Regions from separate parts of the Zea mays genome. Here all the other regions are linked to region 2. Evidence: chromatin contacts called from public Hi-C data. All regions are on one chromosome and are shown on one strand. The core of a region is the stretch at or near the end of the contact, and the rest is flanking DNA. Distances in the headings are between cores, read along the strand shown.

Region 1 (3,281 bases), core at 97-2,596, 200 kb after region 2:
TCTCAGCCGTTTTCAATTTAACTGCGCCGAACAATATCGATAAATTACAGACAACGACGGTGGAAATGCCCGGGAAACTCCCGGTCCGGGTCGATCGGACAAGGCGTGTAGCAGACGGCAATGACGCTTGCTGTTGTCGGGATCTTCCTCCCTCCCCTAGGTGACACTGACACCGTCCAGTCATTATAAGCTGAAAACATCATGTGTGGACTGCCTGCTTATATTTATTAGAACGGACTGGATGCTAACTATGTTGATCTAGTCTGAAATTGAAAGCGTACTTTGTATTTTTCCAGAGAAATATGCACATCAAACATGCATCGTAAGAGAAACGATCCCGAGCAAGTGAACACGATCAATAGCTTGACGAATTTTTGGATGTGTCTCTGTGATCGTGGAGTGTGCGCATCTTGAAAAAAAATCATAGGTGAGAGCAGGGCACTTGTTTGCTGTCTGCAGTCTGTAGAGCTGGCAACAAGGGCTCCTATACGCCTCCTTCTTGAGAAACAGGACATGGAAACAGTGGACCAGTCTGATTACCATTTCGTCTGTACATATTCAGGGTAGCGTTGTGCCGTCCGGTTCGGTTCTTAGCCAAGAACCGTATAGATCTACATGTACCTTGGACCTCGGCCCTTAGCGTTGTGCCATCCTGCTAGCTGCGTGCAGCGTGCTAACATTTTTTTAATTTATTTTGAGATTGAAACGCAAACTCATTGTACTAAATCTAGTGTACAAAAAGACAATGCCTGGCGAAAGTTCAAGCCATCTTTTATGAAACGAAAGGTTTAAACCTATTATCGTGTCGAATAGAGAAACGCACATGCACAGAAACTAAAACTCACTTAGGCTAAAAGAAAAAGACGTCCACACAATTGAACTTTGCGATTTGTCTTTGATATAATATTTTTTTTCTTTTAGTAGCCATGGATTTTAGACGAAATCTCATCAATCGGACGCGTACGTGTGGTCTCGTCAGATCAGACATTCGTATCAAAAGAAATCCGGTGGACGCGAGCTTAATAGAAGAATGATTCCTTTCCGGTGGACGTGGAGTCGTGGACGCGGGAGCAGATATCACTAGAAATAAACGATAACGTTACTAAATTTATTTTATGTCGACGTATAGATATGCGTAAACAAATCTGAAGACACCGGTTGCGCCAACGGTTCTGGCAGTACGATCTGAGCCGTCGGCCGCGCGATCTCGCGGTGCAGGAGCCGTGCGCCGACCCCGCCCGTGCCCGTTTTGCGTTACGCCTCCCAGTCCCGGCACAGCCCACGTTTTATAGGCAGGCGCGAGCGCGACCGCGCGGCGCAGAACGCGCGGGTACGGGGCGTCCTTGCCATTTCCCACCCTACTTGAGCTAGGCGGCAGGACGGACGCGGACGGGCGGGGGAGGAGAACACACGACCGCGACGGAATCGCGAGGGGTAGGCGAGGCGAGGCGAGGCGGCGACCGAGGGAGGAGCAGTCGAGCAGAGCGTAGGGGGCGCGAGGGATGGACGCGAACGGGTGCGGGGAGAATGACGACGCGCGGGCGCCGCTCCTGGCCGGGCCTGGGCGGCGGCGCAACTCCGTCGCGTCCATGCGCGGGGAGTTCGTGTCGCGGTTGCCCAAGAAGGTGCTCGACGCCGTCGACCCCGAGCGCCCGTCGCACGTCGACTTCTCCCGCTCCAAGGGCCTCCTCGAAGGTTCAACCCGTGATCCCAGCCACTCGCCGCATTCTTGGGTTGTTTTCCTTTGCCGTTGGTTGGTTCACTCTGTCCCTACAATCTTTATAGGCGTTTCATTTTCTTAATCTGGTAATTGTGCATCAAAGCTGGCGTTACTATCGGGCACTTTATCTACAGACTATCCTGGTGATATGATTGATGTGCTTTTGAACCTAGATTCTGGAGTTGTCGTAGATTATTCGATGCTTCTGTGGATGACCCGGACACTTATTCTTGATCCTCCGCAGACTTTTCTGGGTTCCTAGGATTTCCCTTACTTTTATGATTGAACAGCTCGTGACTTCACTATCACTTGGTGCTTCTTGTGTGCATGTTTCTTTGTAAAATAGATAGCTTATATTCTCTACATATTTGGTGGAGGAATTACCTTTTCGGCGTGTTTGTGACTTTGTTCTCTGGTCATGGCTCTGGCCTTCTAGGTGGTTTGTTGGATTCTCTGTACATCCAACCGTGAAGCTATGGAACATGGTGTTTGTTTTTGTCCAAATCCCGAAAGATAACGTTGTTACTTTCTTATGTTCTACAGCAGGCATGCAAACGAGTTTTACAGATACCACGTAGCAGGCAGTGTCCTGGCCTCCTGGCCTCCTGGCCCTGGGGCACCTTTCTCTCCCTGAAACTAAAGTAATTTTTTTAACTGTGCGTCCGTGATTGCATATGGTTCATTATTTTCCTCTTTTTTCTGGGGCCTGCAGCTCTGCAGTCTGCACTCACTCCACAGCTTTGATCTCTGTATTATCTTTTGGATCTTTGACTGAAGTTGGAATACTTAGTATTATGTAGGATTGAAACATGGATATTATACAGTACCAGCCTGTTTCTAATTGCAGTATCTATATGGAGTACGACGTTCTGGATCTGCCTAGTGGCTAGTGCCTATTATTCGCCACCCTTTTACTGAATATCTTGAAGGATAGCAGATTTTTTTCCTTCTCCTGAATGAAATAGAATTCTGCGCTCATAGAGAAAACAGGTTTCAATCATACACAAGACTTTTTTTTTTTGCAATTTTGGTCTTATTTTTTGATCCTTAGGTTTTCCTTACTCGATATTTGTTTAAATAACTGAGATTTCTTTTATCTTAGCCTTGCTAGTATATACCAACTTAATTGCCTCAATACCGTTCTTGTTATTTACTGCATCTGTCCTAAAATAGTTGACACATTAGCTATGAATCTAGACAATGCCAACTTTTTGGGGACGGAGAAAATATTTGAAATATGTTATAACGTTTGATGTATGTTGTATTTCTATCATAATTTTCTAGCCTTATATTATTAATAATACTCTTTCATGTCATATTATTTGTTGAGATTGAGATAGACTATTTCGAATGTATTAGCAGTAGAGCTTACGCCTTTCCTTTTAAAAGCTTCTTATATATCTTTAATTCTATATGATCGACAATCTAACAAAGTGTTGTGCTTTTTGTGCCTATTATTTAGGGGAGAGAGAGTACTATGAGAAACAATTTGCCACATTGAGGTCCTTTGAGGAAGTTGACTCACTAGAAGAATCCAATGAAATCAACGAGGATGAGGAGC
Region 2 (3,309 bases), core at 533-3,032:
TCATGAAATTTGACGTAGGGGCAACATACGTCCACATAGCATCCTATAAAATGTTTGAACCATGAAATTTACAAGACGACAACATTTATTTTATTTAACTTCCACTTATCGTGTGAGTTACCTATGAAATCACCGTAAGTATCCAATGTTTTGTGAATTTAATTGCATTTTAACAATTTTCATGGAATTTTATGGAGGTGTAGCATATGTCCACATATAATCCTAAAAAATATTTGGACTCAAGGAGTGGCTAAATGATTACAAGAACTATGATATGTGTGGAATGGTGTCGTACTCGATGTCCGACAAAAATATTTGTTACCGGCGTTATCTGTGTCCGACTAGTTTCAGATTCGACACACGATTATTCATATTTGTTTCCGAGAACATTCGTATTTGTATTCATATTCGAAGCTATCTGTATTAGAATTTGAATCTGAATAAAAATATGAAAACAAATCTAGTTTCGGTGATATCCGTTTGTATTCGATCCGATTACACCCCTATCAGCCTAGCTCGAGAGGAGAGATCCGCGTGCCTACTAGGCCTTGCTCGTAGGTGTTTCGAGAATCGGTTCAGCCTAATTAACCACGGACCTCGTCCAGACAACCGAACACGCGTTGCATATCTAGTGGACCTGGTCCAAAGTTGATGCAACCTACCATTGCAATCACTCCATATGTGAGGGTGTACATAACCCTTCACATGAGATAAAACAAAAACCCATATAGGCTGCTATGAACATACCACACGCACCCATGTCTCGTGTTTTTTCTCGAAATTATTGCGTGATTCGCGACTTTTGCGCTTTGCTAATTTTCTCACATGAAGATGATAACATCGCTGTTTTGCTAGTTTCCAAGGGAAAAAACAGCCCCTATAGTGAAGCTGAGATGTGTAAAATAGGGCTATATCCTTCATTGTGCAGTGGTGCTTTGTTCTTCGCTCCAGCGCGCACGTCGCCGACTCGCCGTCTCTTGGATGGGGAGTTGGGGAGATGCTGCAAAAACTGCCTCGATGGATAGAAGTATGAGGTACATGCATGCAGGTTTTATGGTGCGCAGTGCACTAATCGATAGTCGCCCGATCCATTTGGGTAACTGGAGTGGAGAGCGGAGACGACGATCAAGGATGTTTCAAGACGTCACGACTAACTCAGGAAGCAGTGAAGCACAGCAATGAAAAGACACGCAGGCCTCAAAGGCCCAGAATTTAAAACCATGCATGCTGCGGTGATGGGCTACGGCCGAACACTGTAAAAGATGCAAAAGGCACTCGCGTCTACTGCAGAGTGCACACTTGGCTGATTGCTTCGTGCATGGTGTACTGCGTCGTCGCAACCGCCGCCGCGCCGTCACCGCTCACTAAGGTCGTCCACGGCGAAACGTGCGTTAGCAAATACACCAGTGTACGGGCACTTGCTCTTGGTTGAAGCTCCACTACCGCTTCTGGCGCCGGCCGCTCCACTACGCATGAGGTTCACAGTGCCCGAGTTGAAGCCATGCAGAAAAACTGGAGGCGATGGATCAGTGCGTCCGGCTGTGATCCATTCAGGGAGGAAAAACGCGCGCACGCGCGCAGACACATGCATCACTCAGCCAGCCAGCCGCCCGCCCCGCTTACCCGTCATCGAGTCTACCTCTTATCCAACGACAGCACTAACTACATTGTTGTCACTGGCACACTGACTCACTCCTCAACACTCGCTCGATCTAAACCGCCTCTTATATTTATATAACAGTGGAGCCAGCGCTCGTATATCAACACAACAGTAGCACGTACGTAGCTGTGCGGACTGCAGTGCAGAGGTAGACAAACATGGAGCGCAAATCATTCTCCTGCAGAGACACTGCGAGCTGCCTCGCCCTGCTCGCCGTCGCGCTGTGCCTCGGCGCCGCCACGGTGGCGCGGGGCCAGCTGACGGACGACTTCTACGACGACTGCTGCCCCCAGGCGGAGAACATCGTGAGGGCGCGCGTGTCCGCCGCGATGAAGGCCGAGCCCCGCATGGGCGCCTCCCTGCTCAGGCTCCATTTCCACGACTGCTTCGTCAACGTACGTACGATGATCAAGACGCCACGCACACGCGCTCTGTTCTGTTGAGAGTCATGCGGGCACACAGCGCGAGTGCTCCCAGTCTTGAGCCTAGCTAACTCCCAGCTAAGTATATATGTGTACCGAATATTTGGTCGCTGAAAAGGACTTGCTCGCTGCATGCACGCACGTACACGCAGGGGTGCGACGGGTCGATCCTGCTGGACGGGAACAACACCGAGAAGCTGGCGGGGCCGAACCTGAACTCGGCGCGCGGCTTCGATGTCGTCGACGCCATCAAGGCCGACCTCGAGAAGGCGTGTCCCGGGGTCGTCTCCTGCGCCGACATCCTCGCCATCGCGGCAAAGTACGGAGTGCTGCTGGTGCGTCCCTTCCCTCATGATTTCAGTACTACGATACTTGGTGCTTGGGGCCGGCCATGCATCCATAGATCCGTCGCGCTGAAAAAGAAAACCTGTACTGTACTGTACTGACGCAGAGCGGAGGGCCGGACTACGACGTGCTGCTGGGAAGGAGGGACGGCCTGGTGGCAAACCAGTCCGGCGCCAACAGCAACCTGCCTAGCCCGTTCGATCCCATCAGCACCATCACAAAGAAGTTCAGCGATGTGGGTCTCAACACAACCGACGTGGTCGTTTTATCAGGTACCGTAGTACGCATCTTAATTTCACTGCACAACACTACTTCGTCCCTCTCCGTCCCTACTAGCTGAACTGACCTGGCGTCAGTAAGAGCGATGATGGTGACTGCATAACTAACTGGACGGACGGACACGCACGCAGGAGGCCACACGATCGGGCGAGCGCGGTGCGTGCTGTTCAGCGGCCGGCTGGCCAACTTCTCGGCGACGAGCTCCGTGGACCCGACGCTGAACGCGTCCCTGGCGTCCAGCCTGCAGGCGCTGTGCCGGGGCGGGGACGGCAACCAGACGGCGGCGCTGGACGACGGCTCCGCCGACGCGTTCGACAACCACTACTACCAGAACCTGCTGGGCCAGAGGGGCCTCCTGTCCTCCGACCAGGGCCTCTTCTCCAGCACCGACGGCAGCGCGGCCACCACCAGGGCGCTCGTCCAGGCCTACAGCGCCAGCAGCGAGCGCTTCTTCTGCGACTTCGGCAGGTCCATGCTCAAGATGGGCAACATCCTCCCGCTCACCGGCTCCGCCGGCCAGATCCGCAGCAACTGCCGTGCCATCAACTGAGCTGAGCATGGAACAGCCCGCGTGCAGGTCGTCGAACTGCCATGCATGCACCT
Region 3 (2,969 bases), core at 213-2,712, 190 kb before region 2:
GCAAGGACCACCACAACTTGGTGTCTCTTGCTTTGATTACAAAGATGTTGAGAACAAGAATGGGGAAGAAGAAAAGTGATCCAAGCGACAAGAATTCAAATGAACACGAAAATCTCTCTCTCACAAGTCACTAAGTGTTTGGAGTGGTTTTGGACTTTGGAGAGGATTTGATCTCTTGTTTGTGTCTTGAAGTGAAGTCTAGAGTTCTTGTATTGAATGCAAATGACTGAAAACTTGGATGCCTTGAATGGTGGTGGTTGGGGGTATTTATAGCCCCAACCACCAAACCAACCGTTGGGGTTGGGCTGCTGTTGATGGGCACACCAGACAGTCTGGGGCACCGGACAGTCCGGTGCCGCACCGGACAGTCCGGTGCCGCACCGGATAGGTACTGTTCACTGTCCGGTGCGCCTTCTGGCGCTGCTCTGACTCTGCGCGAACTATCTGCGTACTGTAGTGCTTTTACAGGTTTCCGTTAGAGTCGACCGTTGCACTGGAGTCGTTGCTCCGCTGGCACACCGGACAGTCCGGTGAATTATAGCGGAGTGGCTTTTTCAGAAACCCGAAGGTGACAAGTTGGAGTTGATCTCCCCTGGTGCACCGGACACTGTCCAGTGGCACACCGGACAGTCCGGTGCGCCAGACCAGGGTTCACTTCGGTTTCTTTTACTCCTTTCTTTTGAACCCTATTTCATATCTTTTTATTGGTTTGTGTTGAACCTTTGGCACCTGTAAAACATATAATCTAGAGCAAACTAGTTAGTCCAATTATTTATGTTGGACAATTCAACCACCAAAATCATTTAGGTAGTGTTTGGTTGAAGAGTCAAGTAGAACAGAGCTATTCTGTTCTAGTTTTGTTGTTGTTTGGTTACAAAGTAACTAGAACGGAATGACTCCAATTAGGGAATATTCTCCTCAGATCCGGAACCATTCCGTTCCAAAAAATCAACCGGACGGAGCCGCTCCGTTCTCATCCCGCTCTCACAGTCACACTCCATTCCGTTCACTCTGCAACCAAACAAAAAACAGAGCCGCTCCGTTCCAGATTACCAAACACAGAACAGAGCGGCTCCGTTCCTAGAATCAGGGATGGAACGACTCTGTTCTACTTGACTCCTCAACCAAACACTATCTTAGAAAAATATTTGACCATATTTCCATTTCAATATTTTATATTTACTCACTTCCATTTAAAACTAGTACCTACTTTATATTCTACCTAAAAGAATAGTCATGGTCGTATTTTGATTATAACCAGATTAAAAATTATGCGGTTGCACCCACATAATTAATTACATATAATATGTTCCTAAATATAACCACTAAAGATTTGGTCAAATATCAATCAATTAAAATGGTACGTAATTGATAGGTGTACTCTTTTCTGGAACAAAAGTTGTTCTTGGTACAGACTACAGAGCGTAGAGCGAGTGGGTATCGGACACTTCTCTGGCAATTGCAGATTATCTCCGAATCTGTATGAACTGACTGCCGCGGTCCATTCCGTCTGAAGACCCTCCTCCTACCTAATTATTTTTCTCTGTCGTGACGTGAAATGCCAGCGCGCAGCTTCTTGATCCGTTCCGGCTGATCCCGTGGACCGGACTTGGGGTTGGGGGAGGCCCTCTGTCTCCATGGATGAGGCAGCAGGGCTGCTGTTGCAAGAAGAGGGTGGAGGTGGGGACCAAGAAGCTCTCCTCCTTCCACTTCCACAGGTGAAGTCCCCCTAACAATCTCTGTAGCCGGTCTGTGAGATTCTTAGACTAGTTTAGAAGCTGTATTCCTATTTTACCAAGAGAAAATGAACTAATTTTCCTTGGAAAATAGAAATCCCATAGAAAAATGGGGTTCCTAAACTAGTCTTTAGTGTTCCTTTCCGGGAAAATTCTTGCTTGAGGAATTCATCCCTCGAGTCCAAGTCAAAACTTGTAAGGCAGTTCAGAGTTCTTCAGTTTCTGTGTATGAATTGATGCCATGTTTTCTGCTCAAGAAAAATTGTGATACCATGTTTTGTATGTTGTTGTTATTTGATGCTCTCCTAAATTCGGAGTTCAGATAAGTGGAGTGGAAAATTGGAATGCCCAGAATAAACGCGAAGATCTATTTCCATAGGGATTTGTTGAACACCTACCGTTAATTCTTAACGCTTTTGTCCATGTTGGGAAGATTGATGTGAAGCACTTAAGTGCCTTTTTTTTTCTTCCTCTTACTTTTTTGGATGATAAAAACAGCAGCACTGCTACAGCGTTATGGAAGATGAGTATATGTAAACCATTTAGGTAATTTAAGCCTAAGTGCTAGTGTTATCTTTTAGCAGGATGTTGGCCTTTACACAGGTGATGGATCTGTTGATGTCAAAGGGCGCCCTGCGTTAAAGGGCACTACAGGCAATTGGAAAGCATGCTTTTTCATCCTAGGTAATTTTTTTGGCAGATGCATATACCAGAAAACTTACGATGCATAATTTGGCATGCTCATATTCTGTTACCAACAGCATCCTTCTGTTTGATATATGATTACATTAATAATCTCAACTATCCATTGTTAATGAGTAATATGTGATTCAATCAGCAGTTGTGCTGAGGAGGTAAACTTTTAACATGTTCACCTCTTCTTACGAGTGCTTAGATAGTTTCACATACCTAGGATTCTCTATTGGCAGTTTGCAAGCATCGTGCTACAGAATAAAAAAAATCATTTAGGGCTTCTTTGTTGGGAACGTATCTGGTGCAAACCAACCCCTCTGTGCAACCGTGCAAATTTCTAATCTGGGCCACATGATGTTGATCCAAGAAACACAGGGCGTGGATAATTTTACACTTAACCACACTTTTTCAAATCCCCCCTCCCCCACTTGGGTCAACATCATGTGATTCAGATTAAAAGTTTGCACGGTTACACGGAGGGGTTGGTTTGCACCAGATACGTTCCCTTCTTTATTTCACCGTTAATCCATGTGGATTGGC

The links. A called contact is a pair of places that touch in the nucleus more often than the background predicts.
Region 1: a contact with region 2 is called in a Hi-C map of leaf, with 4 times the contacts expected there. The contact joins the promoter of LOC100381541 here to the promoter of LOC100280077 in region 2. A contact is called at or near these places in 2 of 25 Hi-C or Micro-C datasets (bundle sheath and leaf).
Region 3: a Hi-C map of leaf shows a contact between it and region 2, with 5 times the contacts expected there. The contact joins the promoter of LOC100216898 here to the promoter of LOC100280077 in region 2. A contact is called at or near these places in 2 of 25 Hi-C or Micro-C datasets (ear and leaf).

Annotation. Positions count from the first base shown.
Region 1 is chr1:31,047,029-31,050,309 of Zm-B73-REFERENCE-NAM-5.0, reverse strand. LOC100381541 reads left to right here and starts at 1,346. Exons shown (of 7, transcript NM_001174369.1): 1 at 1,346-1,695; 2 at 3,183-3,281. The coding sequence starts at 1,503.
Region 2 is chr1:31,248,841-31,252,149 of Zm-B73-REFERENCE-NAM-5.0, reverse strand. It overlaps LOC100280077 (Peroxidase 59), which reads left to right and starts at 1,782. Exons shown (of 4, transcript NM_001153017.1): 1 at 1,782-2,055; 2 at 2,235-2,417; 3 at 2,534-2,699; 4 at 2,838-3,309. The coding sequence starts at 1,819. The coding sequence ends at 3,256.
Region 3 is chr1:31,441,293-31,444,261 of Zm-B73-REFERENCE-NAM-5.0, reverse strand. LOC100216898 (Protein NRT1/ PTR FAMILY 8.3) reads left to right here and starts at 1,462. Exons shown (of 5, transcript NM_001143285.1): 1 at 1,462-1,718; 2 at 2,340-2,420.